Linked DNA regions of Rattus norvegicus: all the other regions are linked to region 1. A link is a contact called in public Hi-C data. All regions are on one chromosome and are shown on one strand. Each heading gives the region's core, a stretch centred on a gene start, on an enhancer-like site or on the middle of the called end of the contact. The rest is flanking DNA. Distances are from core to core; before and after follow the strand shown.

Region 1 (3,389 bases), core at 513-3,012:
GCTCCCCAGAAACGCTGAATAAATGACAGCATTTACCGACTACTGTGTGCCAGCGGCTGTGCTAAGCACTTGACACGGGGTGCTCTTATACATCTTCCAAACAATTCGATGAGGTGGCTTCCATTGAAATCTCCACTTTATATTTACGCATAGAAAGGGAAACTAAGGCACAGAGGGGTAAAGGTAGTAGCCCAAGGTCACACAGCTTGCTGGTGCATGGCAAAACCTAAAATTGAACGTGAGTCTCTCTGCTTCACAAGCACAAGCTCTTATCAAAATGATCGCAGTTAACAGCAGCTACTCTGCATTGAGTGTTAACTATGGACTCGGGTCTTTACATGCACACGGTCAACTAATTGGCAATCTATAGTACCTTCACCTCATTCCTCCAGGAACCAACAATAATGCGAACCCGTAATAAGTATCTTCAATGTGAAACGCCTTATTCACCAGATCTCAACACCTCAGAACAATCACCAGCAAAGGACAATTCCTCCTTCCTGGTTTTACCGAAGGCAAAAACGAGGTTCGGCGCGGTTTTCCCAGACCGCAGCTCCAGAGTGGCAGAGCTGGGACGTGCACCCACGTCTCCCGGACTCTAAGCTCTTCCTCACCGTGCCAGGTTGCACGTCTGGAAAGTTGAGCCATGCGGGCACGAGTCCCGCCGGGTACAGAGGGCGTGAGTCCCCGCGCTGCCGCCCCCCACAGCCGATGCCCACACCCGGCCGTCCGCCTGGTCACCCCGCCTGCGCTGACCCTCGGGGTCCGAGCAGCTACCAAATCACCACCACCCTTGCCCGAGACTGCTCCTGCATCAGGAGCCACGTACCTGGGCGTCCCAGCTGCACGCCCCGCGGGCTCCTCGACCGCGGCGTTCAGCACAGCGCGGCTCGCTAGAGACGCCGCCAGCTCCAGTGGCCCGAGTGACTTCCAGGCTGCCCACTTCCAAGCCGCTTCGCGCGAGGCCTCGTGGGAACTGTAGTTTCTCCCTAAGAAGCAGCGCACTGAAGAGAGCCTGGCGCGCGGGGCCTGCCGGGAATCGTAGGCACGCCACCGCACCACCTTCTGGGAATCGTAGTTTACTGGTCGCTTCGGTGCAGCGCCAGTCTCCAGAGGACTTCCGCAGCCCCGAGGGGTGTGAGGCAGGGAGGCGTGTCTTGTGTCGGCTCCAGCCGGGGATCCTGGCTCTTCACCCTGTTTGACCGGTTTCTCCTTTCTCCTAGCCACGTCCGCCTTCTCCCTCTGCTCAGGGAACCTTTCACTGTCCCTCTCCGCAGGGCGGGAGTCTACTACTCCGAGCCTGCGAGCCTGGGGAGGGGCGAGAAGACCGGAGCCGTGCGCTAGACCCCCTTCAGCGCTGGGCGGAGCGGGACGGCGGCGGCGCGCCCTCGCGCACGCGCGTTCTCTAGCGGACTCGGGCCAGGATTGCTGGGGGTGGGGGTCCCCCTGGGGCGGGGGTCGGAGGACTTCTTTTCCCACCCCCTTTTGGAACGCGTGCGCGAGCTACCGTGCACACGCGCGAGCTACCGTGCACACGCGCGAGCTACCGTGCACACGCGCGAGCTACCGTGCACACGCGCGAGCTACCGTGCACACGCGCGAGCTACCGTGCACACGCGCGAGCTACCGTGCACACGCGCGAGCTACCGTGCACACGCGCGAGCTACCGTGCACACGCGCGAGCTACCGTGCACACGCGCGAGCTACCGTGCACACGCGCGAGCTCTGGTTGCCGGGGTCAATCCGCCAAGTGCCGGGCTGCGGGACTAACCGTTCTGTTGGTGGGATCCTCCCACATCGTTTTCAAACGTAGCTTCCCAAGTCCCCTCTAGGTCTGTTCGTCTACACAGGAGCTCCGGGGTGCCGCAGAGCTCGCTGTCCCTTGTCGGGAGTCCTGTCACAGGTAACAGGCGCGGCTCCCGCCCAAAGGAGGTGGACACACCTACTAGCTCCCGCCCTTATGGATTCCCGGGAGCCGGAACGTGAGGACGCGGCTCCCCGTGTTCCTCTGGGCTCCAGACCGGTCCCGGAGATGGGAGGCGCAGAATCACGACCTGTAGGGGCTGCCTGGCAGGCCTTCTCTATTCATTCAGTAATGACATAGTCTGACGGTAACTAGTGTTTGTTGAGTGCCTGGGAAATATCGAGATTTAATCCACTCGTGGAAATGAGCGAAGATTCAACCTTAAAAAAAAAAAAAGAAAACGGTGTTGCCACTCGCACTCCATAAGGGATTCTGAGCAACTGGACTGGGATTGCTCAAACCTCTAAATCTCATGCATTCACTTTCTGATTAAGCCTGCGTCCTGGGAAGGTGTTCATTATGACATGATGGAAAGCACTTATTTCTTATCGGGACAGATCAGAGGCGTCATTCACTTGTTCATTAAGCAAAACATCTCATGTAATCTAATCCAGGTCATTGTAATCACAAGCAGTAAATACCTAGCAAAAATACCTGCATAAACTATTTTAGTTTAATTTTTGAGACTGGGTTTCCCCATGTAATTAGCTGGCCTGGAAGTTTTAATGTACACTAAATTGGCCTTGAACTCACAACGGTTTGCCTGCCTCTGCCTTCAAGTGTTGCAGTTGAAGGCATGCACTACTATGCCTGACCAACTTCAATTTTTTTTTTTTTTTCCGGAGCTGGGGACCTAACCCAGGGCCTTGCACTTGCTAGGCAAGCGCTCTAACACTGAGCTAAATCCCCAACCCTCCAACTTCAATTTTTACAGAAAGCCAGGCCTCTAACCACAGCACTCACAAGGCTGAGGGCAGGAGGGTTACTGCATATCATCTTGGGTTATCAAGTTAGAACTTTGGGGGGGGCATAATTTTCTATTAAAAATTCCTGAAGCCTACCTTTCCCTGAGACTCTGTAGGCTTAAAGTTAATGGTTGCTGGGGAGAGACATTTTGTTCAGTGGTATGGCCAATAGTTCATGCCCATGTGAATAAAACCTCGGCCATGCTCTTCTAAGTAACTAAACCAGCTGGTTCACATAAATAAAGTTTACATACAACAGTCAAAGATTAATCTCCACGGGCATGGTGGCACATACCTTTAATCCCAGCACTTGGGAGGCAGAGACAGTCAGGTCTGTGTGAGTTTGAGGCCAGCCAGGTCTACAAAGAAAATTCCAGGACAGCCAAGGTTGTTTACACAGAGAAACCCTGTTTCAGAAAAGCCAACAAATAAATAAATAAATAAATAAATAAATAAATAAATAAATAAATAAATAAATATTAATCTCAATAATGAGCTGTGATACCTTAAAATGTAAATATGTTTTCCATTCCATTTACAATTTAATTAAAAGTATGAGACACCAACAAAGATAGGAAACTGCCCAGTGTCTCTTAATAAACCAAATACACTGGTAAAGG
Region 2 (3,389 bases), core at 598-3,097, 220 kb before region 1:
GTTAGTATTATCACACAGGGCACTGGGCTGGGGACAGGAGAGTTGCCTGGGCAACTGAGAGGACTGGGAGGGCCAGGTTCTGAGGAGAGTGTGTGCAGAAGGGTCTGTGATGGTGATGGGCAAGCAAAGGGAGCCAGGCCCTTTCCTGGTGGTCGCCTGGGTGTCAGAGGTGACCTGAGCTGGAGAAGGAGTGTAAGTAAGGGCAGGACCGAGGTAGAACCGTGGAGCCAGTTGGTGTGGTGAGGATCTGGAGGGTGGTAGAGGACTGTTACAAGGACCCTCCTAGCTGAACACTGGGCCTGGAAACTGGGCATATGGTGGCATGGTCTGGAGATGATACAAAGTCAGGGGTGCCATTTATTCCTGGGTAGGACATAAATTAGACACCATACCAGTGCCGGGGAACGGATGGGTCAAGGCCTTGGATGATTTGATATGGGTGGGCGGATGGGGACATTTGTAAAAAGGAGCTAAGTCTTGAGATGTATTGTGTGTTTGAAGTGCGGGGAGATCTTGAGACTTGTGAGGATGGGTGGACCGCCCCCTGCTGGACAAGAGTGGTTTTGTATTAACACTTGATATGCTAATTTATGCAGCCACTCTAATCAGAATGCTAAGTTATTCCCCAGAGGGTGGGGCTGAGTGAGTGAGTGGTGTGTGTGTGTGTGTGTGTGTGTGTGTGTGGTGTGAGACTCAGTAGGTCAGCTCATTCTCTGGGGATCTCTTACTGTGGGTGATGGTAGGAGAGAAAAGAAGACGAGGCTCCTGTAGGGATGGATGACAGGCGCACGAATCCTACATCCAGACAACAGTCAGGAGCTGCGAACAGGTAAGGTTTCCTCAGGATCTCAAAGTCCTCCTCTGGAAAATGAGACTAGTAAAGGTTTAGCGTGGAGTGAGTGTTAGGTGCACAGTAGGTGTTAAGTATTCACTCAACAAATATTTGTTGAACACCTACTAAGGCAGGCTACTAATTCTTCCTAATAACAATGTTACCGGGGCTGGGGATTTAGCTCAGTGGTAGAGCGCTTACCTAGGAAGCACAAGGCCCTGGGTTCGGTCCCCAGCTCCGAAAAAAAAGAACCAAAAAAAAAAAAAAAAACAAACAAAAAAAAAACAATGTTACCACTTTATGTCTTGGTACATATCAGATCCTCTTTGTAGATATCTTCTCTGTGGAATAAGTGAATTTATTAGTACCTGCCAGAGATTAATTCCAGCACTTGGTGGTGTGGAGTCACACACTAATTCCAGCACTTGGAGAGACAGAGGCAGCAGAATTGACCAGCTTGGGTTGAACAGCAAGATGCTGTCCTTAAAACAGCCACTTACCCTGTTACTACTGTAATCTTCAGTCCGTCGAGACAGGCCCAGAAAGCTTAAGTAATGCGCCTGAAGTCCTATCGGCGAGGATTTGAACCCAAGAAGAATGACGGCAGTTCTGTAGTGAGGTGGCCGCGAGAGTTATCTCTCAGTCACGATGGATTCTCTAGAGTTTGGAGTGCCAGGTGGCGTCTGGCGCGCCGGTGACACCGCCGGGTGGGCACCTGCGAGGTCCCCGCGCCTGTGGCTGGGTGTGCGTGAAGGTGGGGTGAATGGAAGTCTGCGAGTGTAGTGTGACTGTGTGTAAGCGGCCATGTGCGCGTGTGTGCGTGCATGCGTCTGTGCACGTGGGGCTGGGAGTGCATGTGAGTGAGCGTGTGTGAACCACTGCGTGATCCTCCATCCCTCTGGGTCGGAGGACCCGCTAGGGACTACCACTCCCAGCATGGCCTGGGCGGCCCGCCCTGCCAACCTGATTGGTTGAGATCCTCGTGCTCCCGCCCCCCGGGAATGAATGGATGGGCGGCCTCAGCGCCCGCCCGACCGCTGGGAGGACCGACCCGGCAGGGACCTGCTGGGGGCAGGACCCGGGGAGCAAGATGGCCACGGTCATCCCCAGCCCCCTGAGGTGGTGCGGGCGTGCGCGAGGCGGGGGAGTCAGCGCGGGCGAGTCTGTGTGGCTGCGAGTGCGTGTGTGTGTATGTGTGCGGCCGCTGGGGGTGGGGCTGGTGGGGTGTCAGGGGGCTGTCACCGCGTGCGGGGGTGCGAGTGTATGTGACTGTGGGTGTCTGGCAAGAATGGTGTACGACGCGTTGCTCCTGGACGGGTGGAGGGCGTGGGGGAGGGGTCTCCAAGGATTTTTAGGGGAAAGGGGTCATGTCCCCTCCCAGGGATGCTAGGGTTTGAGAGAGGGTAAATGATTTAGAGAAGATGGGGCCTGGGTACACTCGAGTCGAACCCACGCTACCTTTGTCTTGGGGTGTGGAGTGTGTTGTGAGACTTATACATTGCTTTTTGTTTTGTAGCTGAATGTGTGGGTATGTATAGGATTTCTTTTATTCTGCACTACCTATCTGAGTATTTGGGTCTCTAAGTGTGTGCACATGTCTGGTGAAACTGCACCATTTATGTTCCGTGTCTCTGGATAGGGAGCTGTAGGGATAGGTCTAAATATTTGCACGAACAGAGGCAGACCGGACTGTCCCTCTGTTTCCAAGGGGTGTACCTGTGTTTGTGAATGTATTTTAAATTTGGGTTTGTTTTTCCCCGGAGGGTGTGAATGTGTGTATGTGTACCTGTATAAATCTCTGTGATGTCTTTGTATTGTGTGTTTGGCTGAAGTGTCTCTGGATGAATATGTAAGCGCATATGTAAATGATTCTAGGGTCCCTATCTTTTGACAACGTGTGACTGTTGGGATGAGTGTTGTGTGGTGTGTTTCCATGTTGTGGGGCTTTGTGGATAATCTTCCTCTGGACACATCTGGGGTCTCTGGATACATGGCATTCATAGGTAGTTCTATGGATATTCTTTTAAAATTTGGAATATTTGTGTTCTGCAAGAGATGTGCGGCTGTGCGACAGAGAGAATTTGTTTGCTACTCCTTTGTGAATATTGGGATATGTTTCTCTTTGTGTGTGAATCCCGTGTGGCCATGTGCGATTTGTTTGTATTGGATGTTTGGCTACATGTGTGGACGGGTCCCGGTGTGTTTTGGTCTGTTTCTATATTGTCTGTGAATACTTCTTAACCCGAGACATAATCAAGTTTTAGGTAACTGCTTCCCTGCCTGCACCCTGCCCCGCCCCCGGATCCTGAGGGGTGGGAGGAGATGGGGGAGGTGAAGGTGGACCTGGTCGGCTTGCCCTTTGAGGACCAGCGGGAACGGGCCGCGGGGGAGGGTGCTGGGCCTCCTCGCACCAGCCCTTGCTGACAGCCGCCCGCCCACTGCTCGCCCGCCCCCGCAGCCTTGGCGAGGACTTCTACCGGGAGGCCATCGAGCACTGCCGCAGCTACAACGCGCGCCTGTGTGCCGAGCGCAGCCTGCGCCTGCCCTTCCTCGACTC
Region 3 (3,389 bases), core at 535-3,034, 140 kb before region 1:
TGCATGCTAACATCAAACTATTAAATACCTCCAGCTCTCACAAGACCAAGTCTACCAGTGTACATGGGCAGGGGCCCTTGCGCCCCCACTTCCACTGCAACCATTTCCTAGACAGCTCCATGCTTGATGGTGACTGCAATGAGTGCAGAAATGAGGTGACTGTCCAGGCGCCAGCAAAGCGTCCCAATGCCTGTCCTTGGAGGGCAGTGGGAAACTGTCACGTATCCACTTGACAGAATTCTGGAATGCAAAGACCTCGGAGACTGCTGAATGGAAGCCCCTAGGCTCTAGAGCAGAGGCTCTAGCTAGCCAGCACTTGTGCTGACAGGGAACACTATGTACAGGGACTAGAGACATAGAAGCAGCACTCTGGTGAGGACGGCTGTGCGGGGGAGGGGTGATGCAGCTGCACGCCCGCCCTCCTGTAGTCTTGGGAAAACAGTATACCTGTTCCAGTCCCCACAGCCTGGGCCTGGGCTGCTGGGTTCAGTGCTTCTGAGGATCCAGCTCTATCCTGCTCCTAGTCTCCAAGGGCTTCCCCTTTAGGTTCTGGGGACAGCCACTAACGTGGGGTAGCCCTGCTATTGCAGAGGGTAAAGAACAGGCTTGAGGCCTAGGTTACACATCTATGTGGGGACTAAAACCTCCCAATTCAACATGCCTATCATCCTAACATTCAGTCAGGAGGAATGTGAGTTTGAAGATAGCCTGGGCTACATAGTGAGACTCTGTCCCCCAAATCTTCTCAAACCATATTCCCCAACAATACCATAAGCAGGGTACCCATGTAGGTGGTCCCAGAGAGCCTCCACCCCAGTTTCGTCAGGGTCTGACTCCAGGTCATCACCCCCGTAGCTCTCTGTTGTCACGTACAACGCCAGGCCAGGCATTTAGCTCCCAGAGGCACCTGACTCCGGCCAGGCCAGAGGGTCCCCACAGAGCCTCTGCTCAAGTCCCAGTGACTGACTGGTGAGGTTCTTTATCTCTTTCCCTCATTGAGACAGGGTCTCACGTAGTCCAGGCTGGCCTTAAACTTGATATACGGCTGAGGGTGACCTTGAACTCCTGATTCTCCTGCCTCCACCTTCCAAACACTGGAGTCACAGGAATGCACCACTGTGCTTGGTTTACGTAGCACTGGGCATCAAACTCAGGACTCTGTGCGCTAGCTATGCCTTCTGTGAACTGAGCCACACCCCAACCCAATCAATTTTTACTCCCTACAGCTGGGAAGATGTTAAACTGAATGCTGCCAGAAAAGGAAGTTTCCTTCAGGACCATGGGACACCAGGCCGAGCCTTCCTGCACTGTTCCCAAGAGCCAATACATATGCGCACATCTCCCTGCGGGCCATGATGAGGTGGTTTCCCATTACTTACAGGCAGAAAATTCCAAGAAATATAGGCCCTGATGGGAACCTGGGAGCCAGGAAGAGAGGTGAGGTGGGACCTGCGACCAGGTACATCCTTCCTCAGCCTCTCAGGACCTGGCTGTGGTGGTCAGGACATTGGCAGCCATACCTATAGCAGACATTCTCAGTGCAGGGGTTATGGACTCGGACGATGATGAAGACATGCTGGAAGTGCGAGCGGATGTTCTTAGGGGTGAAAGGTAAGGCGCCGGGCTCCTGGAAGATGATCGTCACGATGTCATTCCCTATGTGCCTCTTCCTCAGCAGCTGGAAGCAGACAGGGAGGAGGTAAGGGTCACGGTCCAGCTCTAAGAATCCTACCCGGACTGCCTTGCTGGCTTCCCATGCCCACTCCCACCAGAGGGCGCATGTGAGCACCGGAGTCAGGCCTTGTCCCTAGAAGCTCAGAGCCCTTCTGGCTCCTTCTCACTCAGGGGAATGGACTAAGCCAAGAAGCCCCACACATGGCCCCCCAGCCTCTGACACAGCCTGTTCTCCTCCCACACCTGCCCGGATGCTCTCCAAACATTCCAGGAAAGCCTTCCTCTTGCAAACTGTGGGAATGGCTGTCCCCGCTGCCCGGGAGCCCATGTGGCTTCCTTCCTCCTTTACTCCTCCTGGAGGGATTTCTGTCATCCACAGCAAATCTCTAAGATCTGACATGCCCCAGCATGCCTTTCTTTGCCTTTCTGTCTTCCTTATCTGATATTTATGGCCGCATTCTGCACAAAGAGGCTCTCTCTCTCCCTGTTCCTAGTTTATCTCTTCCCATTCAGGTTGTCAGTGACAAGAAAATGGGACATTGTTTTGACTGTTGCCTGTAACCGTACCCTTAGTTCCTAGCAAAGAGCTGGACAAACTGGAGTGCTCGGCAAACCGTATTTGCTGCGGGAGAGCTCAGGATGGAGACCTGGGATCTGCTCAGGCCAATGAGTCTGACCAGAGTGCACAGGCAGGGCCAATTCTAGGAGGTGCTCTCTCCTAGACTCCCGAGAGTTGGGGTTCCAATGTCCCAGGGAGCCATGTCCTCTCCCCTGCTTCCATTTCCAGAATGGGTGTCCTCCATGGTGTCTTATTTATTTGCCAAGACTACAACTGACATCCCCGACCCCTTTTTCTCCTTTTCTGGAGGGTAGGGAAGACAGGTCTCATGCAGCCCAGGCTGGGGACTCAAACTGAGGAAGCAGCTGAGGATGATCTTCAACTCTCTATCCCCCTGCCTCACAAACAGAGTTGGCTACCATACCCCGGATTGGCCTTAAACCAAACTGGGCAGTCTCCTGCCTGAACTACGATATCCAGCCTTAGTTCTTTTTCATTTGTCCATTTTGAAACAGGGTCTTCTACGTAGCTCTGATTGTTCAGGAAGTCCTGAAGTATACCATAGTCTAGAACTCAGAGATCCACCTGCCTCTGTCTCTCCAGGGCTGGGATTAAAGGCATGTGCTGCCAAGCACAGAACCAAAGGTTTTTAAACTTAGTAATTTTTATGCATGTGTGTTTTGCCTGCACGTATATCTGTATACTAAGTGTGCCCTCAGAGGCTGGAAGAAGGCATCAGAGCCCCTGGGCGGACATTTGTAAGACACAGTGTAGATGCTGGCAAGTGACCCTGGGTCCTTTAGGAGGAGCAGCCAGTGCTCTTGAGCGCTGAGCTGTCTCTCCAGCCCTGCCTGTTAGCTTTCTAGTTCTTCATGCCTCTGAACTACATGAATGAAGTTACTAAACACAAAAATTGCTTCCTATGGCTGACCCCAAGAGGCCTACCTCCCAGTCAGATCTTAAATCTGAACCTTGCCCAAACCCTGAGTGGTAGTGACTCATGTGACTGCTTTTCATAAGATGGGAAAATTTGGTTCAGAGAAGTTAAAAGTGACCTCTGCCTTCTGTCCTGCAGGGATGAAGGCAAAAGGGTGGGACCCCCAACTTGCTTTTGACTTTGACTTTGCAGGACGAGCTTTCTCCAGGCCCTGGTACT

What was found. Hi-C and Micro-C count contacts between places; a contact is called where the count stands out from the background.
Region 2: a Hi-C map of Schwann cells shows a contact between it and region 1, with 13 times the contacts expected there. The contact joins the promoter of Dpf1 here to the promoter of Wdr87 in region 1. A contact is called at or near these places in 8 of 12 Hi-C or Micro-C datasets (the A7r5 cell line, the Rat2 cell line, Schwann cells and 5 more) and 1 of 1 datasets of contacts at active chromatin or transcription factors (oligodendrocytes).
Region 3: a contact with region 1 is called in a Hi-C map of the A7r5 cell line, with 6 times the contacts expected there. The contact joins the enhancer-like site here to the promoter of Wdr87 in region 1. A contact is called at or near these places in 12 of 12 Hi-C or Micro-C datasets (the A7r5 cell line, the Rat2 cell line, Schwann cells and 7 more) and 1 of 1 datasets of contacts at active chromatin or transcription factors (oligodendrocytes).

Annotation. Positions count from the first base shown.
Region 1 is chr1:93,952,004-93,955,392 of GRCr8, forward strand. Wdr87 (WD repeat domain 87) reads left to right here and starts at 1,763. Exons shown (of 7, transcript XM_063280682.1): 1 at 1,763-1,903. The region is part of intron 1 of LOC103689966 (MARCKS-related protein-like); the gene reads left to right. It also overlaps a transcript of Sipa1l3 not described here.
Region 2 is chr1:93,731,995-93,735,383 of GRCr8, forward strand. It overlaps Dpf1 (double PHD fingers 1), which reads left to right and starts at 1,848. Exons shown (of 12, transcript NM_001105729.3): 1 at 1,848-1,951; 2 at 3,291-3,389. The coding sequence starts at 1,923. All of the region lies in intron 1 of LOC103689966 (MARCKS-related protein-like), which reads left to right.
Region 3 is chr1:93,811,532-93,814,920 of GRCr8, forward strand. Sipa1l3 (signal-induced proliferation-associated 1 like 3) reads right to left here. Exons shown (of 20, transcript NM_001371098.1): 6 at 1,521-1,678. The region is part of intron 1 of LOC103689966 (MARCKS-related protein-like); the gene reads left to right. Among named protein-coding and RNA genes, the nearest start is that of Sipa1l3, 18 kb to the right of the region's middle. Within about 2 kb of position 1,785, at least 7 of the 93 cell types and tissues checked have an H3K27ac peak or open chromatin away from gene starts, as enhancers often do. A contact at or near this core is called in the A7r5 cell line and Schwann cells, where this site is marked.